Regions from separate parts of the Zea mays genome. Here regions 1, 2 and 4 are each linked to region 3. Evidence: chromatin contacts called from public Hi-C data. All regions are on one chromosome and are shown on one strand. The core of a region is the stretch at or near the end of the contact, and the rest is flanking DNA. Distances in the headings are between cores, read along the strand shown.

Region 1 (2,789 bases), core at 163-2,662, 210 kb after region 3:
CTCTAGACACCCATGAAAGGATATGGAGTTTGACTTATATGCTCCAACAAGAGGGGATGTGTTCGGCAATCTAGTAGTGGTAAAGAGTTTAGATGAAACACATTCCACACAAAACTACCAATTCAAGGTTTAGTCCATTGTGCAGTTGTGGTTAAGTGTATTATATGCTCTAGGTGGATGTTCAACTTCACAGTCTCCATCGAAACACCAGTATATCAACGTTTGAGATGATGAGAGCATTTTCGTGTGACTTAGCATTTGGTGGGGATTATTGGATAAATGTGGGCATGGCCCATTAATATTCAATAATAATCAATGCTAATGACCCACTTAAAATGATATGATGTACTAATAAATTAGCACCATATTGAAAGTTTAATTGACAAATCGATCAACTTTAAAAAGTGGACAGTTGGTGCATCTATTGAGAAGCTGAGAAAAGGATGAAGGACTGCCACACACGCGCGCCGCCACCACCGGCCGGGTTGGGCCGTGGCTCGTGGCTTACTATCGTCAGTTTTCAAATCTAATGGCTCGATTGTTTCTGTTCGTTGTCCTTCTCCCCCTTCTGACGATCTATAAGAATTGAGAGGGAGGACTCTCTTCCGTTATACGCGATATCATCTCTCGTGAATTGCAAACAATATATCCACGTACTATTTTCTGTGAGCACATAGAGAGTGGGAGAGCAGGCCTCCGAAATCGCAGTTCGCAGAGATGTACTTGCACGAGTGTGCGGGCGATTTCAGATTTTTGGGAAGCGTATTCGCAACTTCTCTCGTGATCTGTTCCTGTTCTTCGTCGTCTTCCCCGGTTCTGACGACCGTCCGAGTGACTGCACGACGCACATCTTCCTGCATCGACTTTGTACGGCTACATCGAACATACACACGAGGTGTCTCATGTGAATGGAGCCACTGATGACTTGAGCATCGGTCCCTCCGTAGGGTACATTCTGTTTTTCGTATTTTTATATGTTTTATTGATGTTTACTGCTTATATAAATAATTATACACACATGCACATAAATGTCATCACCTATATTATACTGTTTTTAGAATAAATTAAAACTTAAAAGGGTTTTTTAAAGTGGTGCCATCGGTTTTGCGGATGTCCTTATTTTTATCTTTAGTTGTATTTTTTTCTCAGTTTACCCTTATGTTCTAATTTCTATAGCACTGAAAAGATAAAACTAAAAACACAACTAATAATAAAAATAACAATACCAATAAAACTGAGAGCACTACCTAAAAAAAAACTCAACTTAAAACACCTAAATTTCTAACACTACTTTGGGCACCGAAAGTTTCCTACGACGGCGACGGCTGCACTAGACCGTTGGAGAGGCTTTCGGTCCCTTTGTCCCATTGTCCGCCGGTATCATCAGGCCGGCCCAGAGACACAGAGACGAGTCCTGCACGTCTCAAGCTGCGGGTACGCTCCGACGTGTCGATCGAGAACGACACGTGCCGCGGCTGGGGAGCAAAAGGTACGGGACCAGTCCCCACGGCCGTCACGCTCGCAGCACCGGCCGTTTTCTACGGGCGGTGCAGTGGACGGGAGTAGTACCCTTTCTTTCTCTTCGAAGAAAATGCGGCGGCGTGTGGTATAAACCCCGCCCGTCACGCCGGGCCGTCCGTGCGTTTCCTTTTGTCTTCGCTTGCTTCCTTTCGAAAGTCCTTGCGTCACACTCGCCGATCGATCGAGTCTCTCCGGATTCCAGAGAGGCCCAACTGCCGAAGCCATCGATCGCCGCCACCTCTTCGAGCAGGTGATTATTCTCCCTCTTGCTCTTCGATCTCATCTTCTCTGTCTCCGCGGAATCGTACTAATCTCCCGACAGATCGCCTCACCAAGTCACCAGTCACCAGGCCTTTGACTGGTGTTGTCCGGTAACTTTTTTTTTTTGTGGTTTCTACGTCTGGCGCGCTGCTGATTTTTCCGCGGTTCTGTTTGGTTTGTGGTGATTTGCTGCAAGGGTAAAGGAATTCGAACTTTGCTGGGATGGTAGGATTATGCTAAGGCATGCTGGCTAGCTATGTTTGGATTGTGCTATGGCGCAGTGCCGACAGTACCCGACTTTGCTGCCAGTGGTGTCTCCTATTATATGATTTTTTTTTTCAAATAACAAGCTACGAATTTACTCGCTGCCCAAAAACCAAAAACAAATCGTAGAAACCGCTGTCCGCTGAGCTTGTTGGTTCCCCGTTGACCTCTAGTTGCCAGGGTAGTAAGTAGGAGGCGTAATTTTTTTGATTAGAAATGTCCGTCAAGCAGAGTTCCACCAAGCATATGTTGATAGAGCAGGATAGTGCTGGTTTTATTGCTTCGGGCCACAGCAGCAGCAAGGCCAGATGGGAAAAAATATCCCAAAAGGAATTATTTTCCTATGAAGTTGTGTGTGACCAATGGTGATATCCGCTTTATTTTGTAGAAAACTGAGATCATCGGGGAGCAGAATTTCTCTGACTCCGCATCTACATCTATACGCTCGAATACTTAGATCTTTGGTATTTTAAGGCTGCTGTACTGCTGTAGAAACATAAAGCTTTTCCCTATGCATAGAAGTCACAATTAAACGACAGACAATTATCAAAACATAAAGCTTTTCCCTTAAACCATGAGCAGAAAGTGTATTTTGATTCCCCGACCAGGCTGCATAACTGCATTTTTCTATGAATGTGTACTGAACGCTGAACTTTGGTCTGTTACAGAATAGTTGAGAATGGCTGACGAGGATATCCAGCCTATCGTATGTGACAATGGCACTGGAATGGTCAAGGTTGTTA
Region 2 (2,700 bases), core at 200-2,699, 150 kb before region 3:
CTCGGGTGGCATGCATCCACTGCACGCATAATTGCATGCACCCCCAAGACCGTACGTGGGTCATGTCAAAGCTCTATTATTTAGTTTCACCACTTATCCTATATTTCGGACTAGTTTGGAAAATTCATTTTTTCCAAGGGATTTCTATTTTTTAAGGGAAAATGAACTACTGCCTCTTAAGAAAATTGAAATTTTTTGAAAAAATAGGGTTTCCAAAATAGCTCTTCATGTAAATTAAAAGTATTTATAGCCATAGCGCGCTATATATAGAGAGAGAGCGAGAAAAAAAAACTTACAACGTCCCTACAATGTTTCTCGTGATCCGGGTGGTTTCTTGCGCGCCCATGAATCTCGACAGACCAAAATCCGCAATCTTCGGCTTCATGGCACCGTCCAGGAGTATGTTGTCAAGCTTCAAGTCCCTGTGAACAATGCCTTTGCTGTGGAGGTGGTTCAAACCCTCGCAGACCCCCTTGATGATCTCATAGCGTGACTGCCAATCAAGTGATTCATCTGTTTGTGTACGTACGTGCAAGGCAATGAGGCTTGCATGATATAAGCAGATATATTTACTAATTATAAACAGATGGTATATAAAATGATTAGCAGCATGCTTGGAGCAGATCGATTAAAAGACCACACACCAGCGACATGCTTCCTCAGGCTTCCCTTCTCCATGTACTTGAAGCAGAGGGCTCTTATCTTTCTGTAGACAGGGCGTCCGTCAGGCAGAACAGTGGACGACGGTGTATACCCGTTGCAGTAGCCAACGAACTCCACGATGTTCTCGTGCTGGATGCTCCTGACCGCTCCGAGCTCCTTCTCGAACTGCTCATCATCGTCGTCGCCGGCCGGTTGCTTGGGGTTGTTGTTGTCCGTCGTCGTCGTCAGCCTCTTCACGGCGACCTCTTCCCCATCAGGCTGCGGCAGTTTCCCCTGCGATCGAGCGAGGAGGGTTTGAAACATGCACATGCATGCATGATGAGTGCGTGAGATCGATGTGTGGTTCAGATCATCATACCCGATAAACCACTCCGAAACCACCACGGCCGATTTCATCAGAGAAACCATCCGTGATGGCGTGCAGGTCCGCGTACGTGAAGCTATTCCCAGTCCCAGCTGCTGCAGCCTGCGATTGTGCCAAAGTTCCAGCGGCCGTCGACTGCATTTCCATCTCCAATAATCCTTCTTCAATTCATGGATAGTTAGAAAAGGTTTCACGCACGAATTCGCAAAGAAAAAAAAAAGAGAAAGAAATCAACTGACCTGCAAATTATATATGAATAAGCTAGCGTAGGAAGAACCAGCAGCTAGAACGGATCGAGTGCCAACTTTGTGCGACCATGGGAGCGAGCTAGGGAGAGCCGTATATATACACATATATAGCAGCTGGAATACGCGATTACTGTAATGTGCACGACATGCGCATGATGCGGGCCGATGGAGCTTACTATCCATGTGCATGCACATTTGTATATATATTTGAGTACACAACTGAAAATTATTGCTAAACAATGTTTAGTTGAGTTGACTCCAATCCTTAAACGATTCGACTCAGATGCGAGCATGTTACTCCTGCATCTATATATATCATCACTCCATAAATAATGAGCTGTCAGAATATGCTCAGCCACGAAGTGCAACTATCACCTTGACTAGTTCTCTCATACATATTTATATATGATCTTTCATCTTTGTTTCAAAAAATTTCTATTTCTGTATTTTTTTAGTTTGTTATTTTGATATATTTTTTGTTCGATCTAGACCATTATATCATTAATTATAAAATCTAATGATCTATGCATATTTCTTTAGACTGTATCCGTGAACCCACGCGGCTCCTTTTAATACTATTATATTGTATACATATACTCCCTCCATCTTCAAATAAAATATAAGTGATGGGAGTTTGTCAAATTATATTAATTTTGATCAAGTTCAAAAGAAAGGTACTAATATCTATCACATTATAAAGGTAATATATGGAAATACATATGTTTCATACTATATCAATCATACTAATTTTGCAATATAAATATTGTATTTCTTATAAATTTAATTTAATTTAAAGATAAATTTACATTCATATATTTTGGACAGAGATATAGCAGTTCTAATATGAAAGAACCATTCCTTGCATCCCAGTACCAAGTTACGAAATAAAAGGAGTGTGATATATGATTTGACCAGTCAGATGCCTGCGTCGTCCGAGTAGGCAGTTACGAAATTGTAATACCCAACTTTTAATAAGAAGGGGAGCTAATATTCCTATATGAATGTGCTTGCATTTGGAGATCACATGTAAAGTAAATAGAAAAAAAATCTTGCATAGCATGCTGGTGTTTTTGTATGAGGTGCATCTTAATGGAAATCTGAAGATTTAAACCCTACTTGAATTCAAATTTCAAAAGGAAAAAAAATAGAGAAAAGAGAATTAAAATCTAGAAAGAAAATTCCAATGGAGATTAAATATCCCTTCTGTAATTAAATAATAGGAACGAAAATAAATAATTGATGCAAACAGTAGGAGTTATATTCATATTAGAATTCTATTGTAAATTTGCAAGACTGAAAATTCAAAGCCACAATTTGAATTTAGTTTGAATCTTTGATTTGGAAATAAAACAGAAATTATAAAAATAAAAAAGAAAAGAGGATGAGCCCTTGCGGCTGGGCCGAATCCGGCCGGCCCACTACCCC
Region 3 (2,700 bases), core at 188-2,687:
GGACCAACGGGCGCTGTGAGGAAGCACATGTAATGAACTAATGATATATATAATGGAACCAATAAGCAGGAACAAATCACACATGCTGACATGCAGTCAAGAACATGAGTCAGTTAAGAATTACTGTGACTGCTTGAGGAACTTACACTCCTCTGTGTGGTCGAAGGTGTAGATGTTGCCGACACAGCAGATACTGTTGAGGTATTCGCCGCCCTGCTTGACATCGAAGTCGATGATGCGTGCCAGACCTTCACACTCGCGGGCGCCGCTCATGTCCCCCTGGTCCTGGAGTTGACGCGCCTTCTGCAGCTTCTCCTCCCTCAGCCTCTCTGCCTCCGCCGCCCGGTCGGCCTCAGTCATGCCGGAGAGATCCAGAGGCCTCTTCAGGTTGGCGAGGCGCGAGTACTCGCGCGTCAAGGCCTGTTGACGCGTCGTCAAGCGGAGCAGGAACTCGTCGGCTGCTGCTCCAAGCTCCCTTCTGGCGAGAATTCTGTCATCTGCTGCGTCCTCGAATAGCAACCGCAGACAGGTCATGCGCTCCTCCAACTCCTGCGCCTCTTGCCGCGTGTGCGTCGTCCTCTTGTCTGCCTCCTCCGGCGGCATCAACCAAGGCAACGCCTCTGCTGATAGGTCAAACTCGCTTATGCCTGAGAGATCCAGATCCAACTTGGCAGATGCGAGGCGCAACCACTCCTGCAACAAGGACCGTCGCTGCTCCTCGCCGAATCGGCTGCCAGCGACAAGACTTGCGGCCGCAATTTTGTCCCTGAGAGAGTCCAGGCGCTCCTCCAACTCCTGCGCCTCTGGTGGCCCCGTCCGCCTCCTCTTTGTCTCCTCCAACTCCTGCGCCTCTGGTGGCCCCGTCCACCTCCTCTTTTCCTCCGCCGATGTCTCCCCATCCGCCATGATCGATCGATCCATGATAAACATCCCGAAACGCCTTTGCTGAACAAGGGGGAAAAGCCGATCTAGGTCTTGAGCTTTTATGATGAATTTATACGGAGAGAAGACTCAAAGGACACATAGAGACCTAGATCGGCTGCCAGCGCGCTGAGTACCTTGAGATCGAGTCACTAGAGACCTGGAAGCCTGGTGCTGGCGGCTGGCGCTGGACCTCCGCGCGCTGCCAGCCTGGCAGTAGTGCTGGCCGCTGGGTCCTGGGTGTGGCCGCGTGGGGCAGGGCGGCGCTGGTGGTGCTGGAGCTGGACTGCTGGGCGTGGGATTGTCGGAGCCGGATTAGGGACACGGCGACAGGGATTGGGGAATGGGGACAGGGCGGCCGCCACGACGAGAACAGACGGGTGGGTTTGCTGAGAACAGACGGCTATGCCAGCGCGTGGAGCTGCCGTCGCTTCAAGACGCTTCGCATTAGGTATAAAGACAAAAAAGAAGAACAGAAAAAGAATAAGAAGCGGAACGTATGCCGCCAAAGCCGATAAACATGTTGCAGAAACATAAAAGAATGTTATGGTTATTTCTGCACGAGGATCCTCACTCATCCACGAGGATCCTCAGCCGATTCTAGCGGTGTTATGGTTATTTCTCAGGTACCATAAATTTTGTCCCTTAGGCGATGTACATGATAAGTAGACGGTGTACATGATAAGTAGATATATTTAGTCTTTATATGGTTACACTCATATTGTTGCTCTTTTTTGTCATATAAGAGTTAAGCGAGAATTGATAAGACCCTGAACATCCTTATCGGTGTGCTGGAGTCTAAGGAGATTTTTTCCAATGCGTTCTTGGCACAAAAGTCCAAATGAAATTACTTTGCTAAGAATAGCAATTACCAGGGCCAGAAGCACGCAACGCGCGCGGCAAGTACTAGTTTCTATATATTAAAGCAGGGCCCATTCATCGCAAGATATGGTGGACACGTCGTCATAATTTTCTTAGCCGTTAGTTCGTACAGCCATGGAGCTGATTCTACCGTCCATCTGTTGTTTACTGTTTGTCTGCCTTTTTTGAATCGTACAAGCATCGAGTTCTCTAGAAGGGAATACTCCTCGAGTTCTCCAGGAGGTGCTATGCTCCGGGAGGAAGTAAGAAGAGTTCGCGTGAGACGGAATCCCAGTCTCGCGGATGATAGGCTGCCTCAGCGTCGCTTTCTTTTCCGAACGCAGAATGCTTCCTATTTCGACGTCTTTTCCGAAGCTAACTGCTTCCACCATTCGCACCTCCGTCCCCATCGCCCCTGCAGCATCGTTCCTCAGGAGTCAGGAAGCCATCGGGTCGCACTGGCTCGCCCCGTCCGGATGTCATCGTGATGCATGCCCCTATCGTCCATCTCTTTGTTTCCCGCGCGCGCTACAGTTGTTGACACAGCAAAATCGGCTCTGCCTTGTCACCTGAAACCATCATCCCGTTCATTGAGTCAACTTTCTATAAATCTTATTTAATTTAATATTTGTGCATTACCTGATTTTTTATTAATGAATGTTCTACTGTTCTTATTCAATAATTCAACGTTTGTGCATTATGTAAAGTTTTTTAAAATAATTAGTAAATATGACGGGCAGAATACTTTTCCAATCTAGGAGGGCCTCCAGTTTCCTAAGGAAAATTTATATTTTTCCCCCAAACTTCATTCTTTTCCCCCTCATACATACCTACTATGAATATTCATTTTCCATGATACTCTACTAACTGTTTCAAATGTTTTTTTCCAGTGAATTATAAACTTTTCAATGACAACAG
Region 4 (2,904 bases), core at 217-2,716, 240 kb before region 3:
GGTCCCTGCACGTACAGAAGCAACAAGATCCATGTCAACACGTACGAATGCAGAGTCCCAGAATCCAAACCTCGTTTTTTTTCAAGTCATCCACGAGATAAATGAGCAGGGCGACTTTACATGGAGTACTGGATGGCTTCGCGGGCAGCGGCGGCGGGCAGGAAGTCGTTGACGGCCACCTCCTTGTTCTCGTTCTTCTTGTCTGGAATTTGGCCAGAGCAGGAAACAAAACAACCACACGGTCAGTTGAAGGGAGGAGCGTCCGATCCAGCAAGGACCGCGCGGAAACCTAGCGAGCATCACGGAGCAGCGAGATATATGTAGAGAGAGAGCAAGCGCGTACAGTCTTCGAAGAAGCGGCGGATCTCCTGGAGGCGGTGAGGGGAGAGCTCGCTGATGTCGTTGTAGTGGCGGTACTCGGGGTCGTCGGCGCAGACGGCGATGATCTTGTCGTCCTTCTCTCCCTGCAATTCCAGCGCTTTGCTTGGTAAGTAAAAGACTCTAGATATGGGGAGTGGGGATTATTGGTCCGTCTCGGGCGGCCTACCTGATCTATCATAGGCATGAGGCCGATGGCCCTGGCGCGGAGGAAGGCGCCGGGAAGGACGGGTTCCTGCTAGATGCAGATGTTATTATTAATTATTGAAAAGATGGCCGAGCTAATAATGAAGGCTGAGACGACTTGGTTGGACAGCGAGGACGAGTCAGCTGACCTGCATGAGCACGAGGACGTCCATGGGGTCGTTGTCCTCGCAGAGCGTCCGGGGCACGAAGCCGTAGTTGTGAGGGTAGACGACGGACGAGTAGAGGATCCGGTCCACCTTGATGAGCCCCGTCTTCTTGTCCAGCTCGTACTTCACCTTGCTCCCCTTGGTGATCTCCACGACCTGCTCGTCGGCACCACGTACGTAACGGACGGACGGACGCGCACCGGAAGGATCGTCAGACACGCTCCATATTCACACATGTCGATCGAGAACAACTTTGGCTGCTTGCTTGCTTGCTTGCTGGGGTGAGGGGTCTGGGGAATGGGATTCGTCAGATACTTACGACGTTGAAGACGGCCGGAGCTTCAGGACCTGCAGAGCAGAGACGAACGAAGGCGAAGGCGTCGGTTATTATAGCGCGCTACATATCTATCTCCTCGACCCGAACAAGTCAGAGGAAGAGGCTCACCGATCTCGAGGTCGTGCCAGGGGTGCGCGGCGACGGACCTCCGCGACAGCGACGACAGGATGCGCTCGTTCAGCCGCGGCGCCCGGCGCTTCGGCTCCACCTCCATCACGTCGGCGGCGTGCTGCCCGTTGGTGCCTCCGTTCTCCTGGTCCTGGCTCATCTTCCGCTACCGCTACGAAAGAAAACCCAGATCGGGCGGCTGCGGCTGCGGAGGCTCGCCGGCGCCGGTCGACGCCGCTCGTATCTCACGTCGCCCGGGCTCGATCGGCAAACTAGTTAGGAGTAAACGCTGGTCGGATGGGGCAAACATTGCCGCGGCCCGCGCGCATATATATAGAGAGAGAGAGCAGAGGAGGCCAGAGGGGACAGGGGAGCGAGCGAGCGAGCGCCGGAGGCCAGTGCGTGGTGTGGTGGTGGTGGGGGAGGTGTGGGTGGGGGCCTGGTCGACGTGACTGAGGCGTAGGCTGCACGTGGGTCTCGGTGCCGATGCGGTGCCGCGCTGGCGTTGGAAACTTCATCGCTTCCCGCGTCAATGGCGTCACCGCCACCGCTCCGAGTCGCGAGCTGTTTCCCCACTACCACTGCCGCCTATCGGGTCGGGTCACCCGGAAACGCGGCGCACCGTGCGGGGGCGCATCCGAACCCACCCTGGTACCGTGATGCTCTCTCAAAAGTCAAAATATCAGCAAGTACCCTGTTCGAAGCCTTTTGGGTATCGCGTGATGCACACTCTTTCAGGAGAGATCGTGACCATGCCATGATTCGCACATATCGTTAAGTAATAATAATAAGCATAATAAAGGAAGGAAAAGATGGCTGGAACATGTTCGTGATCAGTACCGGGTTTTTGGTGCCAACGTACGTGTGTCGTCCTGTCGACCGGCGGGCTTCTTCAACTTTGGAACTCAAGTCCGGTGTGCATTGTGTGAGCGCTTTTTTTAGAGAGAACAGGAGGGGACCCCTACTCGAAAATTTATTATTACTGGAAAATTACAGTTTAGAGTATACAGTTAGCCAAATTACACAAAGGAAGGGTTAATTAGGACTGTCATTGCTGTAGATAGTTAGAAATGGAGGAATCGAATATTCCCCGTGCTCTATGGGTGACCAGAAGTAATTCCTTTGTGAATTCATGCTTGCATTGCTGCACCGTTGGGTTTGTGTTCTGAAATAACCATGCATTTCGTCACTTCCATATGCTCTATGTCATGAGGATAACTATCTCCATAGAGAAGGGAACGTTAAGTTGCTGTTTGAGATTTGCCGAAGTCTCCTCGGGATTAGCAATTATAGGAGGCGTCAAACCAATGGAATTCCAGTAGGCCTTAGCAAAGTATCATCTGAGGAAGAGATGTTAGAGTGTTTCCTCTTTTTGCCAGATACAGTTCTCGCACGTGTATGACTCAAGTGTCATGTTTTTCCTCCTTAGCATATTCCTTGTGTTCAGTCTGTTTTTCAGCCATAACCAATAGAAAACTTTATGCTTTGGTTGACATTTACTTTTCCAAAGCGATTTGAATATGTGATGAACCTGGATACGCCCCATAAGATGCCTGTAAGTCTTTTTTGTAGAAAAAATCTCTGAACCCCAAATGATTTTCTAATTGTCCTTTGCATTGATTACAGTGATTTGTTCTCAGGCTTCATTTAGCTCCAGATACTGCTCATAAGCTTGTTCAGACAGAGGTAGCTGAAAAATCTCGAAAAGATGTTCTTTTTGTTTTGCCT

What was found. Hi-C and Micro-C count contacts between places; a contact is called where the count stands out from the background.
Region 1: a contact with region 3 is called in a Hi-C map of leaf, with 6 times the contacts expected there. The contact joins the promoter of LOC100282267 here to the promoter of LOC103635613 in region 3. A contact is called at or near these places in 7 of 25 Hi-C or Micro-C datasets (bundle sheath, ear, endosperm and 2 more).
Region 2: a contact with region 3 is called in a Hi-C map of endosperm, with 2.1 times the contacts expected there. The contact joins the promoter of LOC103635614 here to the promoter of LOC103635613 in region 3. A contact is called at or near these places in 6 of 25 Hi-C or Micro-C datasets (ear, endosperm, leaf and 1 more).
Region 4: a Hi-C map of tassel shows a contact between it and region 3, with 2.9 times the contacts expected there. The contact joins the promoter of LOC100272302 here to the promoter of LOC103635613 in region 3. A contact is called at or near these places in 2 of 25 Hi-C or Micro-C datasets (leaf and tassel).

The regions. Positions count from the first base shown.
Region 1 is chr8:102,335,280-102,338,068 of Zm-B73-REFERENCE-NAM-5.0, reverse strand. LOC100282267 (actin 1) reads left to right here and starts at 1,412. Exons shown (of 5, transcript NM_001155179.2): 1 at 1,412-1,771; 2 at 2,715-2,782. The coding sequence starts at 2,726.
Region 2 is chr8:102,697,042-102,699,741 of Zm-B73-REFERENCE-NAM-5.0, reverse strand. It overlaps LOC103635614 (putative receptor-like protein kinase), which reads right to left and starts at 1,449. Exons shown (of 7, transcript XM_008658026.2): 1 at 1,267-1,449; 2 at 1,022-1,188; 3 at 645-936; 4 at 297-513; 5 at 1-19. The coding sequence starts at 1,174.
Region 3 is chr8:102,550,390-102,553,089 of Zm-B73-REFERENCE-NAM-5.0, reverse strand. LOC103635613 reads right to left here and starts at 1,437. Exons shown (of 4, transcript XM_020543428.3): 1 at 1,059-1,437; 2 at 147-945; 3 at 1-13. The coding sequence starts at 930.
Region 4 is chr8:102,786,462-102,789,365 of Zm-B73-REFERENCE-NAM-5.0, reverse strand. It overlaps LOC100272302 (soluble inorganic pyrophosphatase), which reads right to left and starts at 1,466. Exons shown (of 7, transcript NM_001146788.1): 1 at 1,177-1,466; 2 at 1,051-1,079; 3 at 714-887; 4 at 548-613; 5 at 344-464; 6 at 121-202; 7 at 1-5. The coding sequence starts at 1,336.